Linked DNA regions of Danio rerio: region 1 is linked to region 2. A link is a contact called in public Micro-C data. All regions are on one chromosome and are shown on one strand. Each heading gives the region's core, a stretch centred on a gene start, on an enhancer-like site or on the middle of the called end of the contact. The rest is flanking DNA. Distances are from core to core; before and after follow the strand shown.

What was found. Hi-C and Micro-C count contacts between places; a contact is called where the count stands out from the background.
Region 1: a contact with region 2 is called in a Micro-C map of caudal fin, with 13 times the contacts expected there. The contact joins the promoter of cyp2p7 here to the enhancer-like site in region 2. A contact is called at or near these places in 3 of 18 Hi-C or Micro-C datasets (caudal fin, hematopoietic stem cells and an unstated tissue).

Annotation. Positions count from the first base shown.
Region 1 is chr20:28,243,418-28,246,719 of GRCz12tu, reverse strand. It overlaps cyp2p7 (cytochrome P450, family 2, subfamily P, polypeptide 7), which reads right to left and starts at 1,861. Exons shown (of 9, transcript NM_001083049.1): 1 at 1,668-1,861; 2 at 1-124. The coding sequence starts at 1,859. It overlaps cyp2p6 (cytochrome P450, family 2, subfamily P, polypeptide 6), which reads right to left. Exons shown (of 9, transcript NM_200139.1): 9 at 2,207-3,279. The coding sequence ends at 3,104.
Region 2 is chr20:28,188,016-28,191,620 of GRCz12tu, reverse strand. cyp2n13 (cytochrome P450, family 2, subfamily N, polypeptide 13) reads left to right here. Exons shown (of 9, transcript NM_001007356.1): 9 at 123-483. The coding sequence ends at 298. Among named protein-coding and RNA genes, the nearest start is that of cyp2n13, 8.8 kb to the left of the region's middle. Within about 2 kb of position 1,335, at least 4 of the 62 cell types and tissues checked have an H3K27ac peak or open chromatin away from gene starts, as enhancers often do.

The sequences.
Region 1 (3,302 bases), core at 612-3,111, 55 kb before region 2:
GCCGATCAGCCAGATTGTCACCCTGTTGCAAATACACCTCCTTTACCAGTTTATATCCATCCAACACTACAATTCTTGGTCCAAAAAGTCTTATGCTGAAAATCTTGCCATATTTTTCAGCAAACTGCAAAATAAAGATTGAAAATTAAGAAATGGTGCATTAAATAGCAGGCTAAAAAAGTCATATTTATTAGTTCACACACTTTCATATATTTTCAACTTTATGAAGTCCCAACTGTTCACAATGTTTTCATACAGTCAATAACTTATATAGTCAATAACTCAATAGCAATATTATTTAAACATAATGCAATATAAAATATATATTAAACCCCAGTGTTGTTTTTGGATTTCCACCTGGATTTTGCCTTCCCAAATTTAAAAGCTTTCCAAATCCACATGCAGAGGTGTAAATGCAAAAATTTGGTATCATTTAAAGAAAACCCTTTGAACTTTCATAAAACACTATTGAAAGTGTTTAAAATATCTGTATATGTCGTCTGTGTTATAATAAACACCTAAAAAAAGAGGCGCTTTTTGTATTTTTTATAAACTCAAATTTGAAAGTGTACCTTTTAGGTTCTGTGTGGTCTAGGTTGCTGTAATTAATTTTGGTGGTTCCTGCACATGTCTGTAATCATAGGGGGGAAAAATAGTCTCCACCATTATCTATGCAAAAGTTATTGTATTCTAACTGATGAGAGGTGCTATACAGGCCACAGGGATCGATCATTGTCTTCATATTTCACTATTCTTACATTTGATCAAACTTAATTCACTGTGTTTGGACCACATCAGACATATAAAGGACTACTTATGCACATCACCTCAAAAACAGAGGAGAAATGGCCCTGAAGCACACAGCATAAGGTAAGAGATGACAGCTGTCTGTGCTATCTGGGGCTGCTTATTGATCATAAATGTATTGTTTTCACTTCTGCGCCATGGAAACACCACAATTCATTTGGCAAGTGTTTGATATGTGAATATAATTCAGTAAAAAGAAAGCTAGAACTGTATGAGCACCGGCAAGAGCTTATATTTGAGCTATAACTTGTACAGCTGTCATATGAACCATATGAAAAATATGAAAACAAACCAATGTTCAATACCCAGCTTGGGTTTCCAAAATACTGTGTATTTAAGTGTAAATAACTTTTGTACAGTCGAATAAAAACCAAAATGATCCATAGCCTATGTGCATAAAATATCTTCTACACTTAAACGAAAACACTTAGGGGTCTGGTGCAATGCTAGCCCTTTAAATCTTAAAGCGAAAGTCGCGGAGTTAAAGTGGATATAGGTATAATTTATAAAGTGCAATTAGAGAAAAACTATGGGTAATATTTACAGATAGATGTACTATAAACATTATACACAGATTGAATTAAATAACAGAGATTTTGTGTGTGCGAGCGCGATGTTGTTCATGCTAAATGTGCTTCTAGTAATAATTGGTCTGACCAGCTAAAACATGCCCAAAACACCTTTCAACTAACAGTAAACCATTTGTCTTTTAAATAATCGTAATTTTGACCTCTTCGCGCTCTTTAGCTGTAAATTATCCAGACTTCCAACCCTCAACAATTAAAAGTCAGCTACTGTAGTTTAACTACAAATACAATATATAACTTACGCGTTTAAAGTAAAGATGTATAACAATTTACCTTTAAAAACTGAAGATGAACCTTCTTGTGCTCGATATGATGAATGTGTCCAATAAACGGCAAAGACCAGGGTCCAGGAGGAAAGTTTTTCGGCGATTTATTTCTGATATAATCACTCAAAAATAAAAACACAACTAAAAATACCAAAACAGTCTTGATGTCAAGCCACTTGTAGAACTGCAACACGTCCATGATGAACTTCAGTCAGGTTTACGATCTGTACAGCGCTTTAACTCGAAAGGACTCCTTTCCTTGGACTGTTTTGCAATGCAGTTGTGGCACAGTTCCAGATTTAAGGTTATGTAATCAGTGCTTTAAGACACTCTACATGACCTTATATTTGACAAGCATACAGTATACGTCACTGAGTCACAAAGTTAAATGCATAACTGTAAGGCTTGAGGCTTACGCTGCTATATTGAAACAATATCGGAAAGAAAGCAGTTGAAGGTTTAAGTCCATTATTTATCTGACTCCATTGTAATTAATCTGACTCCATTAAAGTTGTTTTCATCATTGATAAGGAGAAAGAATCTCTATGTCTTAAAGCAGGCAAAGTTGTTTATCAAGTTACATTTAAATATACAGACAGTAGAATAAAACAAACTAACATACTGTATAATGAAATTAGCTGTAAAGTAAGCACTGCTGTGTAACAAAGACAGTGAAACTGCCTTTGTTAGCATATGAGGCTACGCACTGGTGTGGGGGAGAAGCAGATAAAAGCCATTCTCCCAGATCAACCCTTTCCTTATTATACTGAGCAAAGCATTGTCAAAAATAAGTGAATACCAACCCCCAAAACCAGCTGAACATGAGAGCAAAGTTGAGGAGATAAAGTGGGGGAGAAGAACATTAACATTCTTTCCTCAGGCCATGACTCAACAATAGTTATTATATTGTATATTAAAATACAATCAATCAATGTCTCTGTTGATTTCATCACTACAAAGCTGAAGTCCTAAACTGTCAAATGACACCAAACATGACAAAGTTATATGAAGGAAGATTACGGGCAGATGAATTGTGTATGGTGAAAAGCACATGGTTACTGTAAGCAAATGGCAGAGATGTGTATCGGAGCTGTGAGGAATTCTGCCACATCAGGAGGACCCATCCCATGCTTGGAATGTCTCAGTTGTCCTTCATTAGCATAGAAGGAATAGTATATAATATTTTCTCAGCTTACAATAACCTAATACATCTGCTTCAATACTGTGAAGACCTCATGGGTGCAGCATGAGAGACATTTATCAAGCATTTAAGCTATTTTATGCATCATGACCACACAAAAAAATAGTTTACACAGCACAAGTTTTTTAGACGCTAGCTCAAACTTAATTATATATCACTATCCAAAGCAAGCGAATGGTAATGCATTTTCCAAAACAATCAAATCCGTAAATATACAGAATCAGTCACAAGTACTGTCTGTCTTATCGAGATACAGCACACAATTTGAATGGTTTAGGAGCACGAGTTGTTCCCAGTTTGTAATTGAAGCTGGGCTCCACACCTGCTGGTGAAGAGAAAGTGAAATGCTGCAGCAGAGAGGTGAAAAAGAGGAAGAGCTCCATCCTCGCCAACTGCTCCCCAAGACACACTCTCTTTCCTGAAAATAGAAACAGAATGAAC
Region 2 (3,605 bases), core at 86-2,585:
ATAATAAAACAAAAACCTTACTTGCCCCAAATTTCTTCAGTATTCTACATCAGAGACAAACTGAAAATGATTATAGACTTGTTTGCATTAACATCTGCTTGCTCTGTGTCTCTCTTTCACAGGAAAGAGGGTCTGTTTGGGGGAGCAGATCGCCAGAATTGAACTCTTCCTATTTTTTGTCAGTTTGTTCCGCAAATTCAGATTTTCAGCCACAGAGGGAGAGAAACTCAACATGGATGGAGTGATTGGAATAACACGCACTCCACACCCGTTCAAGATCTGTGCAACAGCACGTTGAGACAAATCTGACTATTTTTATTAGGAATTAATGAACAATATTTATAGTCAATTACAGTACATTATATGTATCTAACATGACACTACTGGCAATTTTTATTTCACATTTTGGGCTTTTTGACTTCATAAATTGTTTTTCTTTTCCTGGCTTTATTGAAAATAAACACCTAAAAAAGTGTTTCTTTATTAATTGTTTCTGTGCATATTATTTAAAGCTCTTTTCTCCTAAATAGATTTTTTAGCAGTACTTACAGTATAAAGTAAAACTTCACCACTTTGTTCACATGGGCTTTAAGAAGGATCTTCAGAAGGATATGTTCATTTGGGCTGAATATATACAACATTTAATTCTACAATTATTTTTCTGGGCTGTTAGCAATATTTTCTGAATTATGAAGTGATAAAAAGTGATCCAAACTGTTGTAAGTCCTACACCGTTGATCTGATTTGGATGTAAATATCCTTAAATTAATGCTGACAGTCTGCAGTTAAAGCACATCTTGTTTGTTTCATTTCAAATCCATTGTGTTGGTGTATAGAGATAAAACTGACTGTGTCGATGTCCCAATATTTAAAGACCTAACTGTATGTCAAAACAAGAATTTAAACCCCATTTTTAGATTTTTGTACTAAAAATACATGCAAACTAGCAGATCTTTTATAAAATAATGCCTCACTTGCATATTTAGAGATTTTAGAAAACATCTAATACATAAATATGTGAAATTCTTAATGCAATTGAGTAAGTATGGTGACAAATATCAACATGTTTTTTACCATATTCACCTGCTGTGTCTTGCCTTAATATATCACTTTATAATCTCTGAAAAGCAATTCATTAGAGCTTACGCTGTAGTTTTTGTTTGTTGAATGGGTGTGAGAGAAATCGGATTTAGCTATAACATAAATCAAATCTGCAAAACATGCTTAGTAATAGTGGATCTGCAAAAACAGAGTTAAAAAAGAGAGAAAAGGTCATTGTGTCAAGATACGCTTTGCAGAATGATCAACCTGTTGGCACTGATCACAGACATTGGGTTCAAGGGATGAAGTTCAAGTTAGTGAAAACTGCAGATAATACAAACATGAGATGGCAAACATAGCAAGGTTTTATCCTAACAATAAATCATGTTGAAATCCATATTCTTATTTCACAATATGTTTGTGTTGTACTCTTTGGACTCTCAAGGTTGAGATCCACTATAAATACACACATCAGATAATGTGTGTGTGTTTGTTGGTAAACATAATATAAACGAATGTCAAGACTTTATCAGTATCATAATTTATAATCTGTACCGCATGTCTTTGGACTGTGGAGGAAACCGAAGCACCCAGAGGAAACTTGTGTGAACACGAGGAGAACATGCAAACTCCACACAGAAATGTCAACTGACCCAGCCAGGGGGTTTGAACCAGCGACCTTCTTGCTGTAAAGCGATCATGCTACCCACTGCACCCACTCCACTAATCTGGGACACTTTTTGCAATTTTAACTTCCGCTCTCTATTTCAGGGTCTATCTAACCAATTAGAACAACATATTAGACTTTTCTGAACAAATATTTGGGCTGAAATGTGATTTATACATGCCATATATATTTTTAAATTCTACACACACACACACACAAAGTATAACAATAAATTCATAACTGTACTATATAATATATTAAAATAATTTCCTATCCAAAATAGGCGATGCATTATACCATATTATTTGTTGTTTTCATAAAGTCTATTGAACTAATTAGATCTGACCCCTAAAGTACAATTTTTGTACTACCAGTTTTACAAAGCAGGACTGAGGACAAAAATGGCAAAATGTGTATTTCAGTCGCCATCTAGAGGTAAGACGTTTAGACTGCAACCTTTTAGATTAAAATGAGATATATCTAGCTGCAGACCCACACATTTTAGGACAAACAATCTAGGCCACATGGCGACACAGTGATGCGGTAGGTTGTGCTGTCGCCTCAAAGCAAGAAGGTCGCTGGTTCGAGCCTCGGCTGGATCAGTTGGCATTTCCGTGTGGGGGTTGCATGTTCTCTCTGCGTTCGTGTGGGTTTTCTCCAGGTGCTCTGGTTTCCCCCACAGTCCAAACACGGTCCGTAGTGTATGGGTGTGTGTGTTTGGATGAGTGGATGTTTCCCAGAGATGGGTTTGGCTGGAAGGGCATCCGCTGCGTAAAAACAAGGTGGATAAGTTGACGGCTTTCTGCTTTGGCGACCCCGGATTAATAAAGGAACAATGCCGAAAAGAAAAATGAATGAATGAATGAATCCAGACCACACGATCTAGGCAAGGGCGAATCATATAGGGGAATTACCAACCTAGCCTACGTCACACAGGTTCAACCGTGCATTCGGGTTGCAAAAAAAAGACCTGTTGCAATAACAAACATGCCGTGTTGTGCAGTAGGAAGCCAAAATCAAGTCCAAAAATAGAAAACTTAAATTTTATCGTACAACACACTGCTTTTAATGCCAACCGCAGACTTCAGATGGCTCTTCTTAGCAGCCATTAGAAGAGCTGAATAAAGTGATGACCTAATTAAAAATGCTAGACTCTGCAGTTCTCATTTCAGGTAAGTTCACACTATGCTGAATTATACACATTACTTGTTTTTAATACAGCAATGATTTTAGCAAAAACAGTAAAATATAGTTAAAATGCAGACACTGAATGCTCAGAATGAAATGTAAAAATGTATGTTCACATACCCTGCTGTACAGATGCTATTCACTGTCAGAATGCAGAATTGCTTGTTGATGATTACCCAGGCCTTGTACAGTTCCGTCTTCTTTCCTTATCTTTAGCTAGGGAGAACCTCAGTTTTTAGCACTACATAGTTTTGAATCTGGTAATCATGGAACATTATTTCTTGCACATGACCACAGAGAACAACATTGTTGACATTCAAAGACTTGTAGGCCTTTAACTTCTCTCTTGTAAAACCATGGAGATTCAATAAGATAGTTGTATGTTTGGGGCTGGATGCTTGGCCATTTCCTCTTATCCAATATCCATTGGAAGGGTGCTATTGCAAATGAACCTGTAGGACAAACGCCGCTCACTTTAATGTTAATTTTGCTGAAAAACTGTGCTTATCACTTAGTGACAAGCTCTTATAATATAGTGAAAGCATTATGTAAATAATATATATAATATGTAATTAAAATAACATATCTAATACAACAACAAACTCTGTACCACATCAGATGTCGTTCACTCGCTGTAAATGCTAGTGCTCTCGCTTTATTTCTGCAACCTCGATGTGTACACATCCTGAACTGTTTACAAACTGGTAAT